2 separate regions of the Callithrix jacchus genome follow, and region 1 is linked to region 2. A link is a contact called in public Hi-C data. All regions are on one chromosome and are shown on one strand. Each heading gives the region's core, a stretch centred on a gene start, on an enhancer-like site or on the middle of the called end of the contact. The rest is flanking DNA. Distances are from core to core; before and after follow the strand shown. Region 1 holds the start of SNRPA1 (small nuclear ribonucleoprotein polypeptide A'). Region 2 holds the start of TM2D3 (TM2 domain containing 3).

Region 1 (4,104 bases), core at 851-3,350, 360 kb before region 2:
CTCAGGGCTGTACTACAAGTACTGCATCAAAAGAAGTATTCTCAACACTGCACGCACTCCACAGAGAGAAATGGCAGAGATCACCGTAAGTGATGATTTGCTCTTGAACTGAACCTTTCTCTAAGAAACTTAAATTCAACAAAATAAAAATACTGGGCCAGACGCGGTGGTTCAAGCCTGTAATCCCATCACTTTAGGATGCCGAGGTGGGTGGATCGTCTAAGGTCCGGAGTTCGAGATCAACCTGACCAACATGGAGAAACCCTGTCTCTACTAAAAATATAAAGTTAGCCGGACGTGATGGCACATGCCTGTAATCCCAGCTACTCGGGGGAGGCGGGGAGGGCTGAGGCAGAAGAATCGCTTGAACCCAGGAGGGGGAGGTTGCATTGAGCCAAGATTGTGCCATTGCACTCCAGCCTGGGCAACAAGAGCAAAACTCAGACAAAAAAAAAAAAAAAAAGGAAAGAAGAAAGAAAGAAAGAGAGAGAGAGAAAGAAAGAAAGAAAAAACTGGGGGCTGGGCGCGGTGGTTCACGTCTGTAATCCCAGCGCTTTGGGAGTCCAACGGGGGCAGATCACTTGAGGTCAAGAATTCAAGACCTGCCTGACCAACATGGTGAAACCCCATCTCTACTAAAAATACAAAAATCAGCCAGGCGCAGTGGTACATGCCTGAAATCCCAGCTACCCGGGAGGCGGAGGCACAAGAATCACTTGAACCAGGGACGCAGAGTTTACAGTGAGCCGAGATCACACCACTGCACTCCAGCAAAGGGGAAAGAACAAGACTTCATCTCAACGCAACACAACACAACACAAAACAATGCGATTCCCCAAAGGTCAGCAAGAAATCAAAGCAAATCCCGAGACCATAGGTCCCCGTGGGAATCTCAGGCTACGACTGCACTGCCGTACCCCAGAGAAGTTGCTCTTCACATTCTTTCTAAAGCGGTCTCCTGAAATGCCAACTAGCTAACTGCCCTCCCAATTTCTTACCAAGTCTTACTAAGGTTGAAATAGTACAGGAATCTAAATAATTGTGAGCGCTTCCGCAACTTACACACAGCACCCGGCGGTGGAAGCCTGGGTGAAACAGTTCAATCTTTAAAACGTCTTCACGAAGGGGAAACGCCAAACAATTAAAGCTACTAAGTAGAAAATACTGGGGTAGCCGGGCGCGGTGGCTCACGCCTGTAATCCCAGCACTTTGGGAGGCCGAGGCGGGAGGATCACGAGGTCAAGAAATCGAGACCATCCTGGTCAACATGGTGAAACCCCGTCTCTACTAAAAATCAAAAAATTAGCTGGGCATGGTGGCGCGTGCCTGTAATCCCAGCGACTCAGGAGGCTGAGGCAGGAGAATTGCTTGAACGCAGGAGGCGGAGGTTGCGGTGAGCCGAGATGGCGCCATTGCACTCCAGCCTGTGTAACAAGAGCAAAACTCCGTCTCAAAAAGAAAGAAAGAAAGAAAATACTGGGGTAAACAATCGCTTTTGTTCGGGGACTTAGTTTCTTCCATCACATTAAGAATAATGAAGACATATCCTATCTACACTCACAATATCATCTGGCGGCAAGTACTGAGAACCAATCACTCGCCCTGCACTAGGGTTACCACCGTTAATGAGTCGCTCTTCCCGGCCCTCAGAGTCCGCTACGAAACAGCCAAGCAAGGCCTAACAGAGCCCCACGAGCATGCAGCAGGGAGTAATGAAATCACCCGTGCTTCTCAGGAGGCACAGCAGTAACAGAAGGCTCCCAAGAGCCTAACGGGACGCGCGCTTGGCAACAACGGCAAGAATCAGGCAGGGCGGTCTCGGCGCAGCCCGATCCGGGTCTAGATTACCCACCCGCGGGCCAAGCTCCGGCCTTCGGTGCACGCGGCGGAGCGCGGATCGTAAGGCGGCGCAGTGCCGCCCTGGGACTGCCCGCCCGCGCCCCCGGACTCACCTCGGAGGTCCAGCTCCCGGTCGCGCACCGCATTGGTGTATTGGGCCGCCTGCTCGATCAACTCCGCCGTCAGCTTGACCATTCTGCCGCCTCTGGCTTCCCAGCGTAGCCGAAAGGACGCTGCCTCCTGCGTCCCAACGTGCCCCGCGCCGCGCCGCGCCGCCAGGCAGCACCAATCGCATCCGCCGAGTGCGCGCGCAGCTCGACCGCCAGGCCGAAGCAATCGAAGAGCCACGCCCCCGGGGTTGTTCTGGCCCCAAGTCCTGGCGCGCGCGCTGGGGACGTGTTTGTTTCTGGGTTCTTTCCTGGGGTGTATCTGGAGTCTGATGGACCTCAGATTCCAGACGTTGGTGTTTAAAAGTTAAGGCGAATGTGGAAACACCCGAGGGGAACTTTCTCATGCACTAGCTCACCTTGAGGTGGGAGGGGAAGCTGTGATTGTCCCCAGCAGGCGCGGGGACCCGTGGGCTTCAGTGAAGGGTCGACGAGTTCAGGTACCTGTCCCGAGCCTAGACCTTGGCCCCAGGCTACAGCGTGAGCTCCCGGGCTAGGTGACCCGCCCGGGGCAGGTCGCTGGGACAACTCCACCGCCCCGCCAGTGCAACCCGGTCGCGGGCACGGTAGGGTTTGCCGTTAGGTTTGCGGCCTTTAGACTTCTGAATATTCATATAAAGTATGATATACAGAAAAGTGTGCAAATCAGGTGTTTACAGCGTGACTAATGACCAGAGTGAACACAACTGCATAGCCGACGCCGGGATCCAAAAAAAACCCACTGTTTTGAAAACCTCCCTCTTCGCAAAGGCAACCGCAAACTCAACACCACAGACTCGTTTTAGAAATTCCATTTGACCCAGCAATCCCGTTACTGGGTATATACCCAAAGGATTATAAATCATTCTGTTATAAAGACACATGCACACGTATGTTCATAGCGGCACTATTTACAATAGCAAAGACCTGGAAGCAACCCAAATGCCCATCAGTGATAGACTGGACAAGGAAAATGTGGCATATATGCACCATGGAATACTATGCAGCCATAAAAAACGATGAGTTCTCATCTTTCATAGGGACATGGATGAATCTGGAAACCATCATTCTCAGCAAAGGACACAAGAACAGAAAATCAAACACCGAATGTTCTAACTCTCATTGAACAATGATAACATGGACACAGGGAGGGGAGCATCACACACTGGGGTCTGTGGTGGGGACAAGAGAGGGACAGCGGGGAGTGGGGGCAGGTCGGGGAGGGATAACATGGGGAGGAATGCCAGATGTAGGTGATGGGGTGGGGGAGGATGGAGGCAGCAAACCACTTTGCCATGTGTGTACCTACCCAACAATCATGTATGATCAGCACATGTACCCCAGAAACCTAAAGTATAATTAAAAAAAAAAAGTAAAAAAAATTTGGAAAAAACTAAAAAATAACAATAAAAAATATAAATTTTTAAAACTGAAAAAATAAATAGAATCCCACAGTATCCTTTTTTTTTTTTTTTTTTTTTTTTTTTTGGCCTAGTTTCTTTGCGTCTATGTTATGTCTGGAGTCCATCCAAGTTACATACAGAGATGGTTTGTTTGCTTGCACTGCTGAAGAAAATTCCATTGTATATATTATACTGTAATTTTCAATTACTTATTCTGCTGTTGATGGACATCAAGGTTGTTTTCAGTTTAGGGCTATTCTGAGTAATGTTGCTGTAAATTTTCGGGTATGTGGATGAGTTTCTCCTGGAGTGGAATTGCTGGGACTTAGGGTGTGATATGTATCATCCATAAGTAATGCCCAACAGTCATGCTAAGAGGCTGAAATACACACTCCCTCCGCGTGTAAGGGTTTTCATGGCTTCCAGCTTCAGCCGTGTCGGCATTTTAAGTGTCTCACTTTAGTCGTTCTCATGGGTGTGTGGGGTTACTGCTCTACTGCTTTTCTTTTCTTTTCTCTAATAACTAATGAAGCTGAGAACCTTTCATGTGTATGTTGCCCATTCTGATAGCTTCCTTTGTTAAGTGCCTTTTCAAGTCCCTTACTCAGTTTTTTCCTTACGGAGTTGTCTGCCTTTTTTCTTACTGATGTGGGGAATTTCTTTATAAAGGATATGAACACGCTCTGTGGCTTGCCTTTCCACTCTTAATGGTATTG
Region 2 (4,413 bases), core at 1,232-3,731:
AAGGTTAAGGACATGATCATTAGCACTTAGACACTGCACTAGAATGGAAAAAGCATGGGACTGGAGCCAGAGACACCTGCAATTAAAGCAGAGTTCTGCAAATAACCAGCTGTGTGACCTGGTGGGCCCCATACTTGTAAAACATTACTTCATTCCTGCCTCCCAAGTGGCTGTGAAAACTAAGGGTGCTCACATACAAATAATGCATAGAAAATTCTGCGTATACATTAAGAGCTTTTTTAAAAAAAAAAAAACTATCATTTTGTAAGTTGAAAAACTAAAACTTACAGTGGGGTTTGTGCAGAATCACGGAGGAAGTCCGTGGCAAAACTGGAACTAGAACCCAAATCTCTCCATTTCCAATCCAGTGTTCTCTTCAAAAATCTGAATTCACTAGTTTAGAAATGAAGCCACTGACATCCTCAGGACATCAACTCTAGAAAATGTCATGATTTCACACTGGTACTTCGATAAGCCATATTTGCTAATAATATTCACAGCTTTATCCTACCAAAGTTCAAAATAGTTCTCTATTTTAATAACTTCTTCAGTGAGCTGCAACCTTTTTTTTTTTTTTGAGACTGAGTTTTGCTCTTGTTGCCCAGGCTGGAGTGCAATGGCGTGATCTCAAAGCAACCTCTGCCTCCTGGGTTCAAGTGATTCTCCTGCCCCAGCCTCCCGAGTAGCTGGAATTACAGGCATGCGCCACCATACCCAGCTAATTTTGTATTTTTAGTAGAGACCGGGTTTCTCCATGTTAGTCAGGCTGGTCTCGAACTCCCAACCTCAGATGATCTGCCCACCTCAGCCTCCCAAAGTGCTGGGATTACAGGTGTGAGCCACCGCGCCCGGCCTCAGCTACAACTTATTTCCAACCAACCTAATCAGGTGTGCAATGTATTTTTACCAACTGAGAGGATCCAAATTGCAAGTATTCCTGAAAAGGGCTTTCAAAAGCCTGCAAGAGTCAAGAACTCTTGTGCTTTCTCTACAAAGTAATCTGCATTTAAAATTCAAGTGCACTACTATTTTTTACATCCAAATAATCAGTAAAATACCTCTGCCAGTTTCAATTCACTCAAGTAATGTCACTCTAAAGTGATGAAATTAGAGTCAAAGCCTCCACTTAGCAAAACACATTAATGCTTATTTAAAACTGGTCCTACTTTACTCACTGTATTAAGTGGACAATTCTACAAAATACTCTTTTCTGTGATCCCATGACTATGTGGCTGGAAGGTGGACATTTAGAATCACAAAGCAGAAATGACTTTAGGCCATCAGACCAACCCCACCACTTTAAAGATGAGAACCAAGGTCCGAAGGGCATAATTTGTTCAAGATCCCAGTAGCAAAACCAGATCTAGATTCCAGGTCTCCATCAGCCCCTCTGTGATCCTTCCATTTCACACAGTCCTGGCGGAGCCTTTGATATATTATATAACATCGGGAACAGAATTCTAGAAGTAGAGGAAATTTGCTGAAGGAAAGAAGCACTGACTGACGGTTACTTTGATGGATGAAGTGGAAAAATAGAAATAAGGAGACAAATGAGCGCGGGACTGGAAAAAGATGAGGTAGAAACGTCAAAAGGTATCCAAATGCCAAGACTATCTACTGAAAATGGCTGTGTATCTGCCCTTAATTCACATCATCTAAAATACAATAAAATATTCAAAAATGGAAAGTGACTTTGTATACTAAGGGAAATTTTTATCAAAAACGAAGAGAAATTACTAGATAGAAATACACACATTTACCAGAATAGAAAATGTCTAGTACCTGCTGCCCTGGGAACTACTGTGAATGTGCGTGTTGGGCCCGGATCCTTTATTGACTGAGCCAGCGCCTGCGATTGCTCTAAATTTAAGGATCGTACAATTAGACAAACATGTTATCCCGGGGCGAGAATACCTCGTTTTGTGTGGTTAACACGGCGGGTCTACACCAGGCCAATAAGCTGCTCATGAAAACCTCACGGCTTGGCATCCAGAAAACACAAAACTTAGGGACGAAACGTCAACGGGTGGGCACCAGTTCAGACCTGCCGGCAACGAGGGACCGAAGGGTGGCATCGCGCTCCAGTTCCGCCTCCCCGGCCGAGCCCCCAAGCGCTCCACCTCCGTTCCAGGGCTCCGCAGCCGCGATGGGCGGCTCGGTGTCGTCGTAACGTAGGGGCGGCCTCGGGCCGGGCGGCCAGGGCGCCAGACTCCAGATGCAGCGACGTGCCGCCCGGAGCCGGGCACTCGGCCTCCTCCCCACGTCAGCCTCCGCCCGTGGGCCCAGCCTCCTAGCAGCTCCCGGGGCCCCGCTGCCACTCAGCTCCACCCCGCGCTGATCCCGGCCTTTGACTCACCACCGCCTGACAGAATGCAGAACTGCGAGAGAAAGAGCAGCACGCGACACAGGGCGCTGAGGCCCCACAGCGGGCGCACCCCAGCGGCCATCTTGCTGGCGTGTGCACACTTCCGGGCCGGGGACAGGCCCTGCGAGTCGGGGCGGGGCGCGGGCGCGCGCGTGAAAGGGGGGCGGGGCAGGGCGGGCGCGGCTCGGAGCGGGAGTGGGCAATGGGCGCAGGCGCGCTGCGTCTTCGGGCGGCTGGCTTCTGCGCTTGCGCTTTCCCCGCGCGGGTAGCGGGTGGTTTTCTTCCGGTTGCGCTCTCCGGGAGGCTCACAAGGAGGATGCGAGCCTGGGAAGTTGCTTGGTTCCCATGCGTACTTGAATGAGGGGCTCACTAATCTTTCCACCGCAGGAGACCTGAGAAGGGTCATCCATGGACCGAAATGCACACCCGAAGCCACCCAGAGCAGAGGCGGGCAAATGTGGGAGGCCGGCCGCCCCGGGTGTGGTTGGATGTTGTGTGCTGGGTCCTGTGCGAAGGTTCCGAGGACAGTATCGCGTGGCGTTTCATCCTAAAGATACTTATTTACAGTCGGGGAAGCGGCCTCGGGGCGACAAGGGCCCGAGGGGTCGCTCCCCTGGGGCCGGCGCTCAAGCCTGCTGTGGTTTTCACTTTTGGCCAGCTCGTGGAAGATACGCAGCACTTCTAAAAAGTGCCTCTCTGACCTGGAGGAGCAGGATGGCCCGAGGCGCTGCGAAGTGAGGGGAGGGTCCAGAGCACAGCCCTGCCTGGGGAAGGTGGGCCATCGGGGGAGCAGCGCGCAGGCCCCAGCTCCCTGCGACCCTCGCCGGTTTCTATCACAAAACACCTGGAAGGAACCATGCTGGTGACCTGCGCTCTCCTCCCACCCACCTGCCGCGGGAATCATTCATTCCGCGGTCTTCTGACTGCCATCCCTCACGTGCATGTTTGATGATTTTTTTTTTTTTTTAATACATGGAAAAGTGCCTGCACATAAGCCCTGGATGTTAGCTTTAAAAATCGTTATCATGGCCGGGCACGGTGGCTCACGCCCGTAATCCCAGCATTTTGGGAGGCCGAGGTGGGCGGATCACGAGGTCAGGAGATCGAGAGCATCCTGGCTAACACAGTGAAACCCCAACTCTACTAAAAATACAAATAGCCGGGCATGGTGGCACACGCCTGTGGTCCCAGCTACTCGGGAGGCTGAGGCGGGAGAATCGCTTGAACCCGGGAGGCCGAGGTTGCGGTGAGCTGATACCGTGCCATTGCACTCCAGCCTGGCGACAGAGCAAGATTTGGTCTTAAAAAAAATCTTGGCTAGGTGCGGAGGTTCACGCCTGTAATCCCAGCACTTTGGGAGGCCGAGGCGGGTAGATCACGAGGTCAAGAGATCGAGACCATCCTGGTCAACATGGTGAAACCCTATCTCTACTAAAAATTCAAAAAATTAGCTGGGCATGGTGGCGCGTGCCTGTAATCCCAGCTACTCAGGAGGCTGAGGCAGGAGAATTACCTGAACCCAGGAGGCGGAGGTTTCGGTGAGCCGAGATCGCGCCATTGCACTCCAGCCTGGGTAACAAGAGCGAAACTCCATCTCAAAAAAAAAAAAAACTTATCACGTAATCTGTGCCTTATACTGCTACATAGGTCTTGATAGATACTGTTTTGTTTTTCCAACAGTTTCACTGTTCACGTCCCTCAGGAAGTTAACTAAATGATCAGTATATTGAACAGAGAGAGAATTTCTGACATTTCCTTTGAATTCCACAGCACCTCAACAAATAAACAATACTTCTTGTTTGGTAGCTGAATTCTCTGTTGACATAATGCCATTTTAATTCAGTTCTGAGCAAGTAACGCATTCCTCTCTTAAATCTGAAATCCATTTCAGTATACAAATCAATGGAATGTCATCCCATCAAAAAAGTAATTTAACTCTAGGTGAGCTGCTTAACTGAAACACTGGAAACGCTGATGGACTTCATTTGGGAATTTATTTTTTCTAAAGCTGAACAAACCCCAATTATGAATTACAAACATTTAAAAGG

What was found. A called contact is a pair of places that touch in the nucleus more often than the background predicts.
Region 1: a Hi-C map of skeletal muscle shows a contact between it and region 2, with 7 times the contacts expected there. The contact joins the promoter of SNRPA1 here to the promoter of TM2D3 in region 2. A contact is called at or near these places in 2 of 3 Hi-C or Micro-C datasets (both in skeletal muscle).

What each region holds. Positions count from the first base shown.
Region 1 is chr6:8,684,293-8,688,396 of calJac240_pri, reverse strand. It overlaps SNRPA1 (small nuclear ribonucleoprotein polypeptide A'), which reads right to left and starts at 2,100. Exons shown (of 9, transcript XM_002749063.6): 1 at 1,953-2,100. The coding sequence starts at 2,034.
Region 2 is chr6:8,326,002-8,330,414 of calJac240_pri, reverse strand. It overlaps TM2D3 (TM2 domain containing 3), which reads right to left and starts at 2,481. Exons shown (of 9, transcript XR_013536586.1): 1 at 2,357-2,481; 2 at 1,783-1,860. It overlaps TARS3 (threonyl-tRNA synthetase 3), which reads right to left. Exons shown (of 20, transcript XM_054257191.2): 20 at 4,341-4,413.